Linked DNA regions of Mus musculus: regions 1, 2, 3 and 5 are each linked to region 4. Evidence: chromatin contacts called from public ChIA-PET, HiCAR-type and promoter capture Hi-C data. All regions are on one chromosome and are shown on one strand. Each heading gives the region's core, a stretch centred on a gene start, on an enhancer-like site or on the middle of the called end of the contact. The rest is flanking DNA. Distances are from core to core; before and after follow the strand shown.

Region 1 (2,700 bases), core at 155-2,654, 920 kb after region 4:
TACAAATATACTTAATATTTTGAGTCCAGATTGCATTGTGTCTTTTCTGTTTCTGTACCCACTATACAACTTGCCTACCTGTTATAGAATACTCACAGACAGCTTGAGTGATTGCTTGGCAGATTTCAAATGATGTTGGATAACACTCCTTCAGACAGAAAGGCAGAAAGCTGAAGTTTGTTCCTGACTCTACAGCTAGTGAGCCAGCCCTCCCTGTATTTCTGCTTCCTTGTTTTTAAAATGAAGGTGATAAGGTTACCAAGGGTCTGGGATCTTAAATAAAAGGCTAGATTAGAAGCTTGGGTATTATTTTCAATATTTCAGTAAGCCACCGCAAATTCTACATTGCATACCAGTTTTCATCTTATCACTTTATTTCCTATTATTAGTGGTTGGCAGTCGGTAGAACCAAAAGGAAATCTCAGTAGTGAAAGAGGTTAAGACATTTCAATAAGATTCTATGGCTCTCCTTGCTCTGCGTTTATGGTTCAGCTGTTTTAGGAAAGATCATAGTAAAGAATTTGGAGTTTGGCTAATCTGAGTTCAAATACTATCTTCACAACCTGCTAACTGGTACACTGAGCAAGGCACACTCATTCCTTCACATGGGAGTATTAATGATGTTCATTGCATAGATTTGTAATAAGGATGAATACATTGTATGTGGGAATCCTTTACCAGCCATGCTGCAGTTGTTAAGTCAGTGAGTAACAAGGAACGTGATGGAGAGAGAAACAACACTGAGAACTAGTCCAAGATGCAAGAAATGTTCCTCTCAGGATTTAGGCAACCTGCAGACTGGGGACAGTTCACAGCCGGCTCATGTTTGGGGAATAGCCTTTCAGCTTCAGAACACACTGCGTCTTCTGCTGTCTGTCAGTGTGGTGCAGCCTGCCACAGAGTGTGGCTCTCTGTGGGGGAGCACAGATGCTCCCCAAGGCCTGCTTTCTCCGTGTTTCTGTGCATCTGGATCATCCAGAAGCCTTTGCTAACATAGATGCCAATTCCCAGGGCCAGCTGCCAGATATTCTGGCTGAGTAGTTCAGGAAACCACATTTCTGCATTTTTAACAAGTCCACAAAAACTCTCTGCTCTAAGGGAATTAATCTAGAAGAAAAACCCAAAGCCCAATAGACAGGCAGATGGTGAGGTGATGGGGACATTTACAGTGACTGTTGGGGTCATTGTGTTGAGAAAGGCATGTTTATGTGTGAGCGTGTGTGTGTGTGTGTGTGTGTGTGTGTGTGTGTGTGTGTGTGTGTGTGTAAGATAAAGACAGACAGAGTCAGACAGAGTCAGACAGAGACAGAGACAAATGAGACAGTTCAACAAGAATCAGATAGCAGGCAATACATACGAGGAGGTCAGGAATGCTTGCTGGCTATGCATGTGGCCCGACTGTGGAGATGAGTCATGGAATGAGTATGCCTGTCCTTAGAGGAAGTCAGTGTTCCCTTCCTAGGTAGGAGATGACCAAAGCCCCTTTTCTTTGCAGGAGCCTAGGGATGGAGATAATCACACAAACAGCTTGTATCCCCATCTGGACAACCCAGAGATGAGAACTCAGCCACCATGAGGGCCCAGCTTGGAGTTCCTTGCAGGCTGCCAGTGCTTCTGCACTAATATTTTTCTTCCATTTCTTCATTACTGTCAACCCAAGTAGAGTCACTCGCCCATTACTGTAATGTTCAGGATACTGAGGGTGCTGTCGATAATTGTGGCAGTGGCACTGTTCCCAAACCTACCACATGGCATCTGGACCACAACCTAAAGAAGAGAAATTTCATCCAGTTGGAGGCAGCTATTTTCAAAAACCTTGCTCCGGAGTCCTTTCCCTTGTTTTGTCCGTTCTTGCCAAACTGCTGCTGATTCAAACTCTCCTCTGACAATGGCATGCCACCATCGTGAGCAAGACAAATACTTGATGCTTTGGCTGATTCTGCTTTGTCTGGCATAGACCTCATTTGCCCTCCTAAAACATTTTGTTGCAATTACTGTGAATGTGGGTAATGCTAAGAAAGAATAGCGCTTCCCCCCTAGATACTACACATTAGAGTTCTATATTCCTCATATCCACTTCTCTGAGCCACACTTGGGAAGGAAATGTCCCCGAATTGAAATAGAAAAGGAGTATTATGACTTCTTAACCTATTCTCATACTGAGTCCTTATCTGAAATTGAATCCAACTTAAGAATCTTAACTATCAACAAAGAAACTCAGGGATAAGTGTTACTAATTCTCCATCCAAAGTCCCATTTCCATTTGCAGCTACATTGGAATAAAGCCATTATCAGTTTATGTCCAGACGGACAGTGCTCTGCATTACATAAAAGTGTGGCTCACATGGCAAGGATGGCATCTTCTCAAATCCTGCTTCCTCTCTGGCTTTCACATGAAACCCCTATTTTGCCCATCTCTGACTTGTTCATTTGCCCAGGAGGCAGAGTTGCTAATCGGCTGCCTATTGCCTGAGTAAGGTGACCCCACTGGAAAGTAATGGACTGCTGTAAACGCCATGTCTTAACCGTGTGCAGCTGAGGATCGGCTGGCTGGCTGCCAGGGGCTGTTCTGGTACTCCTTCCCACTTCCTCTTCTTCTTCTTCCAAACTCAGGTATGGACCAAGACAATCAGGACCTCCGCCATTAGCAAGAAGTATTTTTGCTCCCCTGTGTCCTTAAACCTAATACAATGTTCCAAT
Region 2 (2,700 bases), core at 138-2,637, 740 kb before region 4:
AACCAAAGCAGTCCACAACTAAAGAGATTCATCGCCTACAAATCTCCCAGGCCTGTCTACCGTGCAGCCTCCCTGCCCAGAGTCCACTGGCCATAACAGCAGGCTATTCGGACAGGTGGGGGCGAGAGTTAGCAGAATGTTTCATTGTGTCATATTGTCTACTCTGTGCTGTCTCTGGGGACCCAGAGAGTAAACACCTCTGATGAGAAGTACCGTCTGGAAGGATATGTTAGGCAGGAGCACTGACTCAAACAGCAAGCTGTACAAGCTTGTGTACGTTGTATTAATCTCCTGGAGGAAAGAGCAGAGGCGTGAGCTTTCTCGCAGCTGGTCGGCTTTCCAAGACGTTGTCACATTACCTAGTTTTCAGCCCTGTGTGGGGTACATGGATGCACACAAAAGCTTGTGAAAATATTCCTCTGGAAAGGCCCAGGGCTGCCCCTCATCTCCAGGAATGCCCGCCCGTTGCCTTGGAAACAGCCGAGGGCTGAGGTTGAGCCTCCGCATCCCTTGAGGAACAAGGCAGGTGCTCCCACCTGCTGGTCAGTGTAAGTTCCTCCTTGCTGTGTGGCTAGCAGATCTACAAACAGAACCCAGCACAAGAGTGAGGGCTCCCTTCCCCCTGAGAGAGAAGAAGATGTATGGCTGACTGTTTTCTTCTCCACTGACCGTCTTTAAAAACGAAGCCCGATTGCAACAATCCCTGATGAAATTCCATGTGTGGTTTGCTTTTGCTCCAAGGACTTTGACACTGCCATTGTTGATTTTCCCTTTCCCCCGCCAACCTTCCATCCTGTCTACCTGGTCTGTGTTTGCTGTCTAGATGGCTTTAAATACAGTAGCGCTCGGTGCGGAAGCCCTTTAGACTTTCCTTGTGATCTGCTCTGTGGCATGTTTTCTTTCTGCAAGTAAGCAAATACAGTCTGGAGCTGAAGTAAGATGGCTCTGCTGTCAGTGGAAATAGAAGTCCCCTGAGCCCCAAGGGTGCACAGCTTTTGTGATGCCCAGGTGCTATGTCTCCAACTGACGACCTGTGTGCTGCTGGGGCACCATCTAGGATCTGAGTGTCTGTTATCCAAAGCTTGGAAAATGGAGATAAACAGTGCACTGTATCATTGGAAGCCTAGGAGAAACAGCCCCACAGGCAAAGGCCTTTCCAACAGCCTGCAAAGGAGCCATTTGTCCTGCCTGCACTCACCACATGGGAGGCATAGTAAGTGCCACATGGAGTAAGTGCACAGCTAGGAAGTAACCCGACAGAATTTTCACCCGGCCCTAGGAAAGGCAAATGATTCTTTAGTGTGCTTACCTTTGTGCATGGTGATCAACTGGGCACAAATACCAGGACTGAGCCTCATGACTATCTGATGCAACCAACAGATAACTCCCAGATTCAGGGCAGACTAGCCATACCCTTGACCTCTTAAAGAACACAGACTCAACACTCCACCCTCTGAATCCTAACAGGAAGTTGCTTTCTTCACCAATAAACCCAGGCCCACATGCTTTCTCCAGTGACTCTTTTTCCTGAGAGATCTGTAAGATTCCTGGGCACGTCCTACACATGTCTAGCAAGCCTTTTGTGGGGACCCATCTGAATTGTGGAACAATACTGGAACAATAAAATGTGCTTTAGATTTTAATTTTTCATCATTGAATTTTTTGTAAATAACTTGTATAGATTACATTAGAAATATTTTATACACTGGGATAAATGACATGTTCTTAAAATGAAACTCACCTGGATTGTTTTGTTTTGTTTTGTTTTTACTTTATTTAATGTGGCCGCTTTCAATTTTTTGGTTTCTTGCAGGGGTGGGGGTGTTGGTTGAGTTTTTCTGAAACAAGCTCTCGGTATTTAACCTTGGCTAGGCTCAAACTCAGAGATCCACCTGCCTCTGCCTCTCAAGTGCTGGGATTAAAGGTGTAACACAACACACCTGACTGACATACACTTGTAAGTTTAGCCTCTCTGACTGGTGTTAGTATTAAAGGTTAGCCTAGCACATGACATTTAGGCTTACATTGCCATCTGCTGGCCAAGCCAAGAAATTGAATATGAGAAAAAAACCTAAGCAACCTGAGCTGGGTCTAATAGCCTGGGCTGGCCTGGAACTCCACAGGCCTCTGAGGGTGGCCTTAATCTTCCTGCCTCCACCTCCTCCCAAGTGCTAAGATTGCTGAGGTCATAACTGTGCAGGAGTTGCAGAAACAGATGTAACTGCAGAAGTTCCCAAACCATCAGCACCGCCTTAGCAAGGAAGGGCAGAGAGAAGCTGTTAAAAGTCACAGACCTGGGGCTGGAGAGATGGCTCAGTGGTTAAGAGCGCCAGCTGCTCTTCCGGAGGTCCTGAGTTCAATTCCCAGCACCCACACAGTGGTTCTCAACCATCTGTAATGGTATCTGAAGTCCTCTTCTGATGTGTCTAAAGACAGTGACAGTGTACTCAAATATATAAAATAAATAAATCATTTTTTAAAAATGTCACCGACCTGAACTCCAAACCCCATGGAGACTGACAAGGCCCTAGAGAGAGAGAGAGCCTGGGCTTGCTCTCAGCTTCTGCATCAGACACAAAGTCAATGTTTTCACACAAAACAATTAGGGTCTTCAGTAGCCCATGCTGGCCTTAAACTCAGTTTGTCAGTTTGTAGCTAAGGATGACCTTGAATTCCTAATTTCCATACCTTCACTTCTTG
Region 3 (2,700 bases), core at 180-2,679, 610 kb after region 4:
TCTCTCTAGTGGAAAACAGTCTCAGAGATATTCCGACAGCTAGCGCTCTGCTGGAAGCCTTTCTTCAGCTCGACCTGTAGGTAGGAAGCTTTCAGGCTTTCCTTCTCAGAGCAGTCTCTCCTCCCCGAATTCTGCAGCTTCCTCTACCCTCTATGTTGCTTCTTCCTTTAGGCTCACCCTCTGGGATCCTTGTCACCAGATTCAAAATAGGGGCCAGATACACTGAGCGTTTGGCTCTGGGTGGGGGGTAGGACGTCAGGGAGAATTGGTAAAAAGAGGCCTTGTAGGAAGCTGTTTGGGCTAGACGTCCTCGACTCTGAGCAAGGCTTAAAACGAATGCCAAGCTGCTACCTTGAGGGCCTAGGAACCTAACGTTGTGCCTACAGCTGGGCCCCTGGACCTGACTTGATGTGGCTCTGTCAGGTGGAAACCTTACGACTCGACTGGACCCAACTCTCCAGGGAGAACGAGGTCTAAAACGCAATTCAGCTGTAGCCACAACCGCCTGGTCCCCGGGGCCCGGGCGGAGAATGGCCCCCTCGGCTGAAGCTGCGGGCTGACGCTCGTGTATAGGGTTGCAATTCGCCGTGATAAATGTAAAGACCAATTAAGGTTTGATCCGTGCACACAAGAGGCAGACGGCGGAGTGGAACCAATTAACGAGCATGTCCCCTAATTCCTGCGGCGGCGGCCGGGCGCACCGCCGGTCCCCAGGCTCCCGCCCAACAAGAGCCCCCGCCCGCCGCGGATGCATCTCCCCGCGAGCAGGAGGTGCGGGGAGCGCCAGGGCTGGGGAGGGGGCGCCGGGCGCCCACAGAGCCGAGCTCGTGCGGCCACGGCTGGAGGCTGGGCGCGCCCGGGTGGTCGCGCGGGCCAGCGCGGGAGGCGCCCAGGCGACGCCGTCCGCCCCGAGGGCGGAGGGCTGGTGGCCGCGGCCAGGTAGCTGAGGACTGGAGGCGGCGCAGAGGGGAGGGTCGGGCGGAGACCTCACTTGGCCGGCCTTCCTGCCGCCCTGTTTCCGGATCCCGACCGCCCGGCGCGTGACCTCCAGTGAGGTCCTGGCAATGAGCAGCGCTGGTGATTAACGGCCCCGAGGTCGCGGGCAGTGAGGCACGCGTCCCCTTTGGCCACGCCAGGGTGGGAGGGCGCCAGGGAGCAGAGCAGGGTGAGGCCGCGGGGTCGTTGGTGGCAAAGAGTGAGGATGACACAGTGGGCGCCGAGCGCCAGGGCCGTCCCTCCTAGCCCCCGGGCCAGCGCCGCGGCGGGTACCGCGCAGCAAAGTTTGGAGCCGCGGGCGCCGCGCGCCGGTCCCTCCCCGCGCAGATCCCTTGGCGGAGTCTCTGCTGCCGCCGCTGCCAGGGCAGGACAAAGGCTCATTAACACGTGATGGGACCACGCTTCATAAATGGGACTGGAGCGAGAGCGAGCCAGAGACAGCGCGCGAGCTGAGGGAGAGGCAGGGACCTCAAGCAGGGCGCGGCGACGGGCGCTCGGGGTGGCCCAAGCGGGCGGCCCCAGGCCGGCCAGCGCGGTCAGTGGGACGCCGGGGAGAGCCGGAGAACGAAGCGGGCCTGTCCGAGCCCAGGGGAGCCAGTCCCAGGGGCCGTGGCGCACGGGTGCTAGAGGCCGGGGACGCGGGCGCGCAGACCGACTGACTTACTGACCGATCGCCGCGGGCACGCCCCGCTCCACCCCGCCCCACCGCGCCCCGCGCCGCCTCCCCTGCTCGCTCGCTGCCTCTACCTTCTCCACTTCTTTTCCGCCTCCGCCTCCTTCTGGCTCCCCTGGCGCCAGAGCCTCCCCCTGGCTCAGGCGGGAGCCTGGGCTGTCTGCAGAGCTCTCATAGAGTCTGGGGGCAAATTTCCTTGTAGCAGAGAGCCAGCCCCTTGGCTGGGCGACAGGTGCCGAGGGAGCTTCTGGCCCGTGGACCGGGGGATGCGAAGGGTAAGACCTGGCACAGTGGCGTTTGGGAATAGCTTTTCCGCCTCCCGCCCCCTCGGTACTGGCCAGTGGTCCCCTGGTGTCCTACGCGGAGTTCTTGCTCCGTGTTCCAGGAGAGCAAATCGTGCTAATATGGTGTTTACTTAGCTGTATAGTCCCAGCTTGTTACCTGTGGTCTAAGCTACTTCTGGAGGCTTCTACCATTTACAATTTACTGGATATGCACCTAGCTCTGCATACACTGATGTCTGTTTGTAGAAAATGTGTAATTGTGCATGTTTGGAAAACAGGCACTTGAGTTGATGCTTGACGTCTTTTAGCCTTATCAGAAACTAAGTCTTCCAGAGTCTCTGCACCACATGTAGAAAACGACTCAATTAAATACTAAATGTCATGTAAAGAAATCTATGTTAAATAAGGAACTTCTGATACAGAGCGATAGCTACAGCAGCCATCTCTGTTTAAGGAAAAACTAATATATATAGTATTGATACCTGTGATTGACTGTTATAGGAACATGAAACTAAGAGCTGGCACCAGACGAATGAAGTTGATGCTTTATTTTAAAAGGATGTTTCTTGGTTAAGGCTTACAAGTCACAAATGGAGCATTTCCTGAATGCAAATGTTTGCTATGATAGATGTGAGAAACTGTTGTTTGGTCATTTCAAAGTTTAAAGCAACATGCGTGTTTTTAATTGTAGTACATGGTTTATCTCTCAAAGGTTTCAAAGAGGTGAGAAAAAAATTTAATAACCTA
Region 4 (2,700 bases), core at 45-2,544:
TTGTAGCTGACTTACAGGTTCAGATGTTCAGTCCATTATCATAAAGGCATGAAACATGGCAGTATCCAGGCAAACATGGTGCTGGAGAAAGCTGAGAGTTCTATGTCTTGATCCAACTGCGGCTAGGAGGAGACTGTCTCTGCCAGACTTGATCATGTGCGAGCGTGCGTGCGTGCGCGCACGCGTGCACACACACACACACACACACACACACGCACGCACACACACAGAGACCTCAAAGCCCACCCCACAGTGACACACTTCCTCTAACAAGGCTACACCTCCTCCAATAAGGCCATACTTAACAGTGCCCCTTCCCATGGGCAAAGCACAGTCAAACCACCACAATTAGCAATCAAGAAAATGCCCAATAGACAGGGCCACAGGTCAATTAGGTCCTCAATCGAGGTTTCCTCTTCTCAGGCATGTCAAGTTGATGACTGAAGGGATTATAAGGAAGAACCAGCTTGCTCCTAGTGGCCCACAACCAAGCTTATAGCTACAGCTTTTCATATGGTGTTTTAAATCTCAAGAATGGGCGAAGCCGGGTGTGGTGGCGCAAGCCTTTGATCCCAGCACTCGGGAGGCAGAGGCAGGTGGATTTCTGAGTTCGAGGCCAGCCTGGTCTACAAAGTGAGTTCCAGGACAGCCAGGACTATACAGAGAAACCTTGTCTCGAAAAACCAAAAAAAAAAAAAAAAAAAAAAAAAAAAAAAAGGTGAAAACCAGCAATAAACAAAACAAACAAACACCACATCAAAACCATCTGCTCCAGAAATGATAGTCTTAAGGCTTCTGGAACTAATTTTTGATGTTTTATGGGTCGTCGGAAGCACGTCCCCTACACTTCGCCAAAAAAAGAAAACTCATTTATAATAACCTAGACTCTGGTTTTCCGGACTTTTTGATGCAGGTAAAGGGAGGATTCTCAAATGACCCAGATCCAGCAGAGACATCAAATTTGAGCTATGATTAACGGAAAAGCACTTTTTCACCTGTGAAATACCCTTCTGAATGTAGCAGGTCAGTCCACAGGTGGAAAGAAGCTTGGATTCCTTCTACTTTGGGGGTTTCTCCGGTTTAGATGGAAAAAAAGAGACACCAGTCATTAGAGTACTCACAAAGGCAAAACAGGGGCGGGGCGTGGCAGAGGCCGGCGCCCTGAGATACAGGGGCGGGGCTGAAGGGGGCGGGCCAGGTGGAACCGCCTATCTAGTTCTCAGCAGCTTCCCCTCCCTCACTTGGGCGGGGCTTCCATTTCGCCTGACCTCGGAAGAAAGGGGGCGGGCCCTTTGGGGCGGAAGTCGCAGTGCATTGTGGGTTCGCCGGGAGCCGCGGAGTCGAACCTGAATGAAAGTGGCGCGCCGCTGAGGACCCGGGTAGAGCTGCTGCCGTTGGGGTCCGGGCTGGTTTGCTGTGGAGCTATCGGCGAGGCGGCACAGACATGGCTTACAACAAGATCCCGCCGCGGTGGCTGAACTGTCCGCGGCGCGGTCAGCCGGTGGCAGGTACCCGGGAGGGGGCTGCGGGAGGGTTCGAATCTCACTGCGCCGGCCGGGCCTGGGGGACCGCGCGCTTGGTGGTCGCCAGTCGGGACTCCCGCAAGGCGGAGGAGTGAGGACCGGAGGTGGACCAGACGCTTCTAGAGCTTAAAGTTTGTGAACCTCTTTGTGATATTTTGGAGACTGGGTCTCGCTGTCTTGGCGAGACTTGTTTTCGGAAAGAGAGTAGCTGGGTGTGAGCCTGGAAATTGAAGGAAAGCTTAAAGAGACGCGAGGCTGGATAGCGGGGGACTTTTGGTTTTGTTATTAAAAATTGACTTTTTGCGGAATGTTGCCATCTTGAGTTTGACGTATAGTGGACTCATCCCCGAACTTGCGAGCTGGGATTATAGGCTCGGGTCACTGCTTGGCTAAAAGAACAGTGACTTCAAAGTGTACAGTTTGATAGTTTTGGACCACACACATGTATTCCAGGGAATACACATGAAATAACGGAGGCACAGTTCTCTGAATCCGTGGAGACATCGCACATGGTAACTTTAAAGGACCAGGCTCCACAGTTACCAGCAACCGGGTTAGATAGCAATTAGGAACTTTGTCTGCTGGACCTAGAAGCCAAAAACATTTTTGTGATTAAAATTGAGGAAGGAATACAAGTTCTGTTTTCACAGGATTTACTCAGCTATAGAGTAATTATCGGGCAGGTGTTTGCAAAGATCTGCTAAGTCTCCTTATCGGAGTTATGAGACATAAGCGTTTCCTTTCTCTCTTTTTAGCTATCTGAACACCAGGCAAAATACAGTGAGCTGTGGCTCCCTATTGAGGAGCTAGCTGGTACCCACACTCTCTTAGAAGCCCACACCCTTGCTTTCTGGTTGTCTTTATTCTGAGTGACTCTCTTTTTCTTTTCTTTCTTTCTTTTTTCTTTTTTTTTTTTTTGTTTTGTTTTGTATTTTTTCGACACAGGGTTTCTCTGTATAGCCCTGGCTGTCCTGGAGCTCACTTTGTAGACCAGGCTGGCCTCGAACTCAGAAATCCGCCTGCCTCTGCCTACCGAGTGCTGGGATTAAAGGCGTGTACCACGCCCGGCTTTTTCTTAACTCTTGAGCTAAAACCTGTATATTAAAACTGTAACTTTTTGTTTTAAAGCTGTGCTGGGTAACACAAAGCAGGAAGTTTTAGGATGGAGCTTATGTGA
Region 5 (2,700 bases), core at 12-2,511, 540 kb before region 4:
AACCTGGGCCACCACTTACATAGCTTTTCCTTCTTAGCCCATTTTAAAAGATATCAGTGAGCTGAGACAAGAGATGGAAAGGCAGCTGGAGACATGGCAGGCGCACGACTATGGGAATGCAGAAGAAGTAAGTCAAAGTTGTTGGGGTTTGTTTTTCTTTTCCACAAAATAACTTGCCTGTTTTTGTAAGTCAGTAGGTTCTTAGCCACAGTTCCCTTTGTAAAAGGCTGATGGAGACTATACTGAGAACTTTCCCTAAGCGGGATATGCACTGATTCTGCCACCACATCTAGAGTCTCACTAAAACAGACAGACATACTTGGTTCCTTTAACTTGTATAGCTGGCTTTGTAAGGAAGCCAGGCAAAAGTTCATGCTCTGTAGTCTTGAATGGTCTTCAGGTCCTTGCTGGCTATGTGGAGTGTATTTTAATGATTTAACCTCTAAATATACGGTGTATATGCATGCCTATATTCTGTGTTTATTACCGTTCTCCCTACCACGCATGTGTTCGTGCTCAGCTGTAGTCAGTATGAAGCCTTTGTGTGTGTGGATCCCTGCTGTTGAGGGGGATTTGTGTACACTGTCACTCTCCCTCTTGAAAACTAATGAGCGCGCTCAGGTACTTGAGCTTTGCCCAGAGTTCACATTCCCATGCCGCTGTGCAAAGTATCAGGTCCAGTTCTTAAACTGGCAGGAGCAAACTGTTGAGTGAATTCCCATTGTTAACTGCCCCTTGCAACTGTATATTATGGAATTGGGGGGGGGGGGCAGTGGATTTTATTTAGTTGGATTGCTGCTTGCTGAGAAAAGCTTTTAAAGTGTTTTGCTGAGAAGGCTTGTACAAGTTCTTTTCTGCTTCAGCATTCTAATAGTAATTTCTATTTTGCTGTCCTAGGAGAAGGCTGCAGCTGAGATGTGGCAGAATTACCTAGTCTTAACTGCATCTCTTTCACAACAGCTGTGTGAGCAGCTTCGTCTCCTACTAGAACCTACACAGGCAGCCAAACTAAGGTAAGTCTTCCCTGCTTGAGGCTTCTGGGTTGCTGTTTCTGCTCTCTGGGCACTATTGTGTCTGCTACGGTCCCCCATTAGCTGTAAGTAGGAACTCTGTGTGTGTGTGTGTGTGTGTGTGTGTGTGTGTGTGTGTGCGCGCGCGCGCGTGTGTGTGAGATGAGGAAGTACTACATGAAGGTGGCTTACATTCTGCTGTGTGGGAACAGCCACAGATGTGGTACTGTTTCCTGTGCTTATGGCGTGTTACTCAACTAGGGTCAGAACCACAACGATTTGGTCAGAGTCGTGGTTGAGAACAGAAAAGGGAAAGCATATGAGGCTTTGTGTATTTAATACAGAAAAAATTACTCTGTAATTCTGTAGATGTGTTTTAGCTATTCTGGAAAAGCTTAGTTATTACAGTCAGATCTGAGGTGCTCTGGCTGACAGAAGGTGCTAATTACAGTCTGCATTGGATGTCATCATTTTGCCAGGAATAGTTTCCTGACCCTGGCTTTTAATTAATTATTAAGTTTTTAATAATGTGATTTTGTCTTAAAATTCTGAGGCATGAGCCTGTGTTCATCTTTGCTCCCATTGGTTCCTGTAACAGAGGAGACTATCGAACAGGGAAACGACTGAACATGCGGAAGATCATTCCATACATTGCCAGTCAGTTTCGAAAAGACAGGATTTGGCTTCGTAGGACCAAGCCCAGTAAACGGCAGTATCAGATTTGTCTGGCTATCGATGACTCCTCAAGCATGGTAGACAACCACACCAAGCAGGTAAGGGGAGAAGCAGCAGGCTCGGGTCCTCGGGCTGGCTCAGTAGAGCTGGCAGGAAGGATTGATGGCTCCATCCAGAAAGGGGGTTTAACATTGCATGTCATGGCATTCCTGAAACTGGTTTCTAGGGGGTGCTGGGTTTTTTTTTTTTTTTACAGTGATTTTTATTTGGCATAAGCCAGCAGCTGACCTCTCCTGGAAGAGGCTAGAATGCGCCCTGAGTCCAGTTCACATTCCATCTCCCCATAACTTTGGACAGCTTATTTATTGTCAGTTTCACTTTTTTTTTTTTTTTTTTTTTTTTTGTTTTTTCGAGACAGGGTTTCTCTGTATAGCCCTGGCTGTCTTGAAACTCATTTTGTAGACCAGGCTGGCCTCAAACTCAGAAATCCACCTGCCTCTGCCTCCCAAGTGCTGGGATTAAAGGTGTACGCCACCACACCCGGCTTTCACTTTCTTTTAAAAAAAAAAAAAAAGAGGATTATAACAGTACTTACCTCAGTGATGAAGACTAAATTAAATATAAATTAAATATAAAATACCTAGGTTAATGCTTTTTTTAAACCAATTTGTTCTAAAACTGCTGTCATTTATGCAAATGGTAGTAAAAATTTTCTTATAATTTTCTCACAGTTCAGCATGCCCCTCATATGTGGGCACTATGTTGGGTTGATTTACTGATATAGATGATAAAAGAATTGTTTAAATCAATTCTGACCCAGAAATTGGAAAGTATTAAAAAATGAAGAGGAATTTGTTTTTAAAACCAAGTTTGTGGTTTTGTTTTTTGGTTTGGGGGGTTGGTTGTTTGTTTTTCATTGCATTCATTCCCTTGTCTTTTCTACAGACAGCCTAATAATACTGATAGACTTGTTTAAAGACAGAGGTTTGATCTGAGGAATGAAAAAATCTAAGAA

What was found. Promoter capture Hi-C pulls out the DNA fragments that hold promoters and counts their contacts. ChIA-PET counts read pairs in DNA pulled down with a chosen protein or histone mark. HiCAR-type assays count read pairs that join an accessible place to other places.
Region 1: a contact with region 4 is called in a promoter capture Hi-C map of hippocampal neurons, with 5 times the contacts expected there. The contact joins the enhancer-like site here to the promoter of Rngtt in region 4. A contact is called at or near these places in 10 of 39 promoter capture datasets (the 3T3-L1 cell line, the HPC-7 cell line, cranial neural crest and 5 more) and 3 of 115 datasets of contacts at active chromatin or transcription factors (embryonic forebrain, embryonic midbrain and large pre-B cells).
Region 2: a contact with region 4 is called in a promoter capture Hi-C map of neutrophils. The contact joins the promoter of Bach2os here to the promoter of Rngtt in region 4. A contact is called at or near these places in 7 of 39 promoter capture datasets (the 3T3-L1 cell line, 3T3-L1-derived adipocytes, the HPC-7 cell line and 4 more), 2 of 15 datasets of contacts at CTCF or cohesin (embryonic stem cells and stem cell-derived epiblast-like cells), 25 of 484 Hi-C or Micro-C datasets (the AtT-20 cell line, B cells, the Ba/F3 cell line and 11 more) and 3 of 115 datasets of contacts at active chromatin or transcription factors (effector CD8 T cells, embryonic stem cells and memory CD8 T cells).
Region 3: a HiCAR-type map of astrocytes shows a contact between it and region 4, with 3 times the contacts expected there. The contact joins the promoter of Cnr1 here to the promoter of Rngtt in region 4. A contact is called at or near these places in 4 of 115 datasets of contacts at active chromatin or transcription factors (astrocytes, embryonic forebrain, forebrain and 1 more).
Region 5: an RNA polymerase II ChIA-PET map of memory CD8 T cells shows a contact between it and region 4, with 4 times the contacts expected there. The contact joins the enhancer-like site here to the promoter of Rngtt in region 4. A contact is called at or near these places in 11 of 39 promoter capture datasets (the 3T3-L1 cell line, the C10 cell line, the HPC-7 cell line and 6 more), 3 of 484 Hi-C or Micro-C datasets (cerebral cortex and embryonic stem cells), 5 of 115 datasets of contacts at active chromatin or transcription factors (bone marrow-derived macrophages, embryonic basal ganglia, embryonic limb bud and 1 more) and 1 of 9 other capture datasets (pancreatic islet).

What each region holds. Positions count from the first base shown.
Region 1 is chr4:34,225,262-34,227,961 of GRCm38.p6, forward strand. No RefSeq gene overlaps it. Among named protein-coding and RNA genes, the nearest start is that of Gm33286, 81 kb to the right of the region's middle. Within about 2 kb of position 1,405, at least 60 of the 459 cell types and tissues checked have an H3K27ac peak or open chromatin away from gene starts, as enhancers often do. A contact at or near this core is called in hippocampal neurons, where this site is marked.
Region 2 is chr4:32,570,275-32,572,974 of GRCm38.p6, forward strand. Bach2os (BTB and CNC homology 2, opposite strand) reads right to left here and starts at 1,388. Exons shown (of 5, transcript NR_026843.1): 1 at 1,310-1,388. The region is part of intron 3 of Bach2 (BTB and CNC homology, basic leucine zipper transcription factor 2); the gene reads left to right.
Region 3 is chr4:33,923,215-33,925,914 of GRCm38.p6, forward strand. It overlaps Cnr1 (cannabinoid receptor 1 (brain)), which reads left to right and starts at 1,430. Exons shown (of 2, transcript NM_007726.5): 1 at 1,430-1,944.
Region 4 is chr4:33,309,017-33,311,716 of GRCm38.p6, forward strand. It overlaps Rngtt (RNA guanylyltransferase and 5'-phosphatase), which reads left to right and starts at 1,295. Exons shown (of 16, transcript NM_011884.3): 1 at 1,295-1,508. The coding sequence starts at 1,445.
Region 5 is chr4:32,767,045-32,769,744 of GRCm38.p6, forward strand. Mdn1 (midasin AAA ATPase 1) reads left to right here. Exons shown (of 102, transcript NM_001081392.1): 95 at 38-127; 96 at 898-1,013; 97 at 1,609-1,783. Among named protein-coding and RNA genes, the nearest start is that of Lyrm2, 32 kb to the right of the region's middle. Within about 2 kb of position 1,262, at least 70 of the 459 cell types and tissues checked have an H3K27ac peak or open chromatin away from gene starts, as enhancers often do. A contact at or near this core is called in the HPC-7 cell line, memory CD8 T cells and neutrophils, where this site is marked.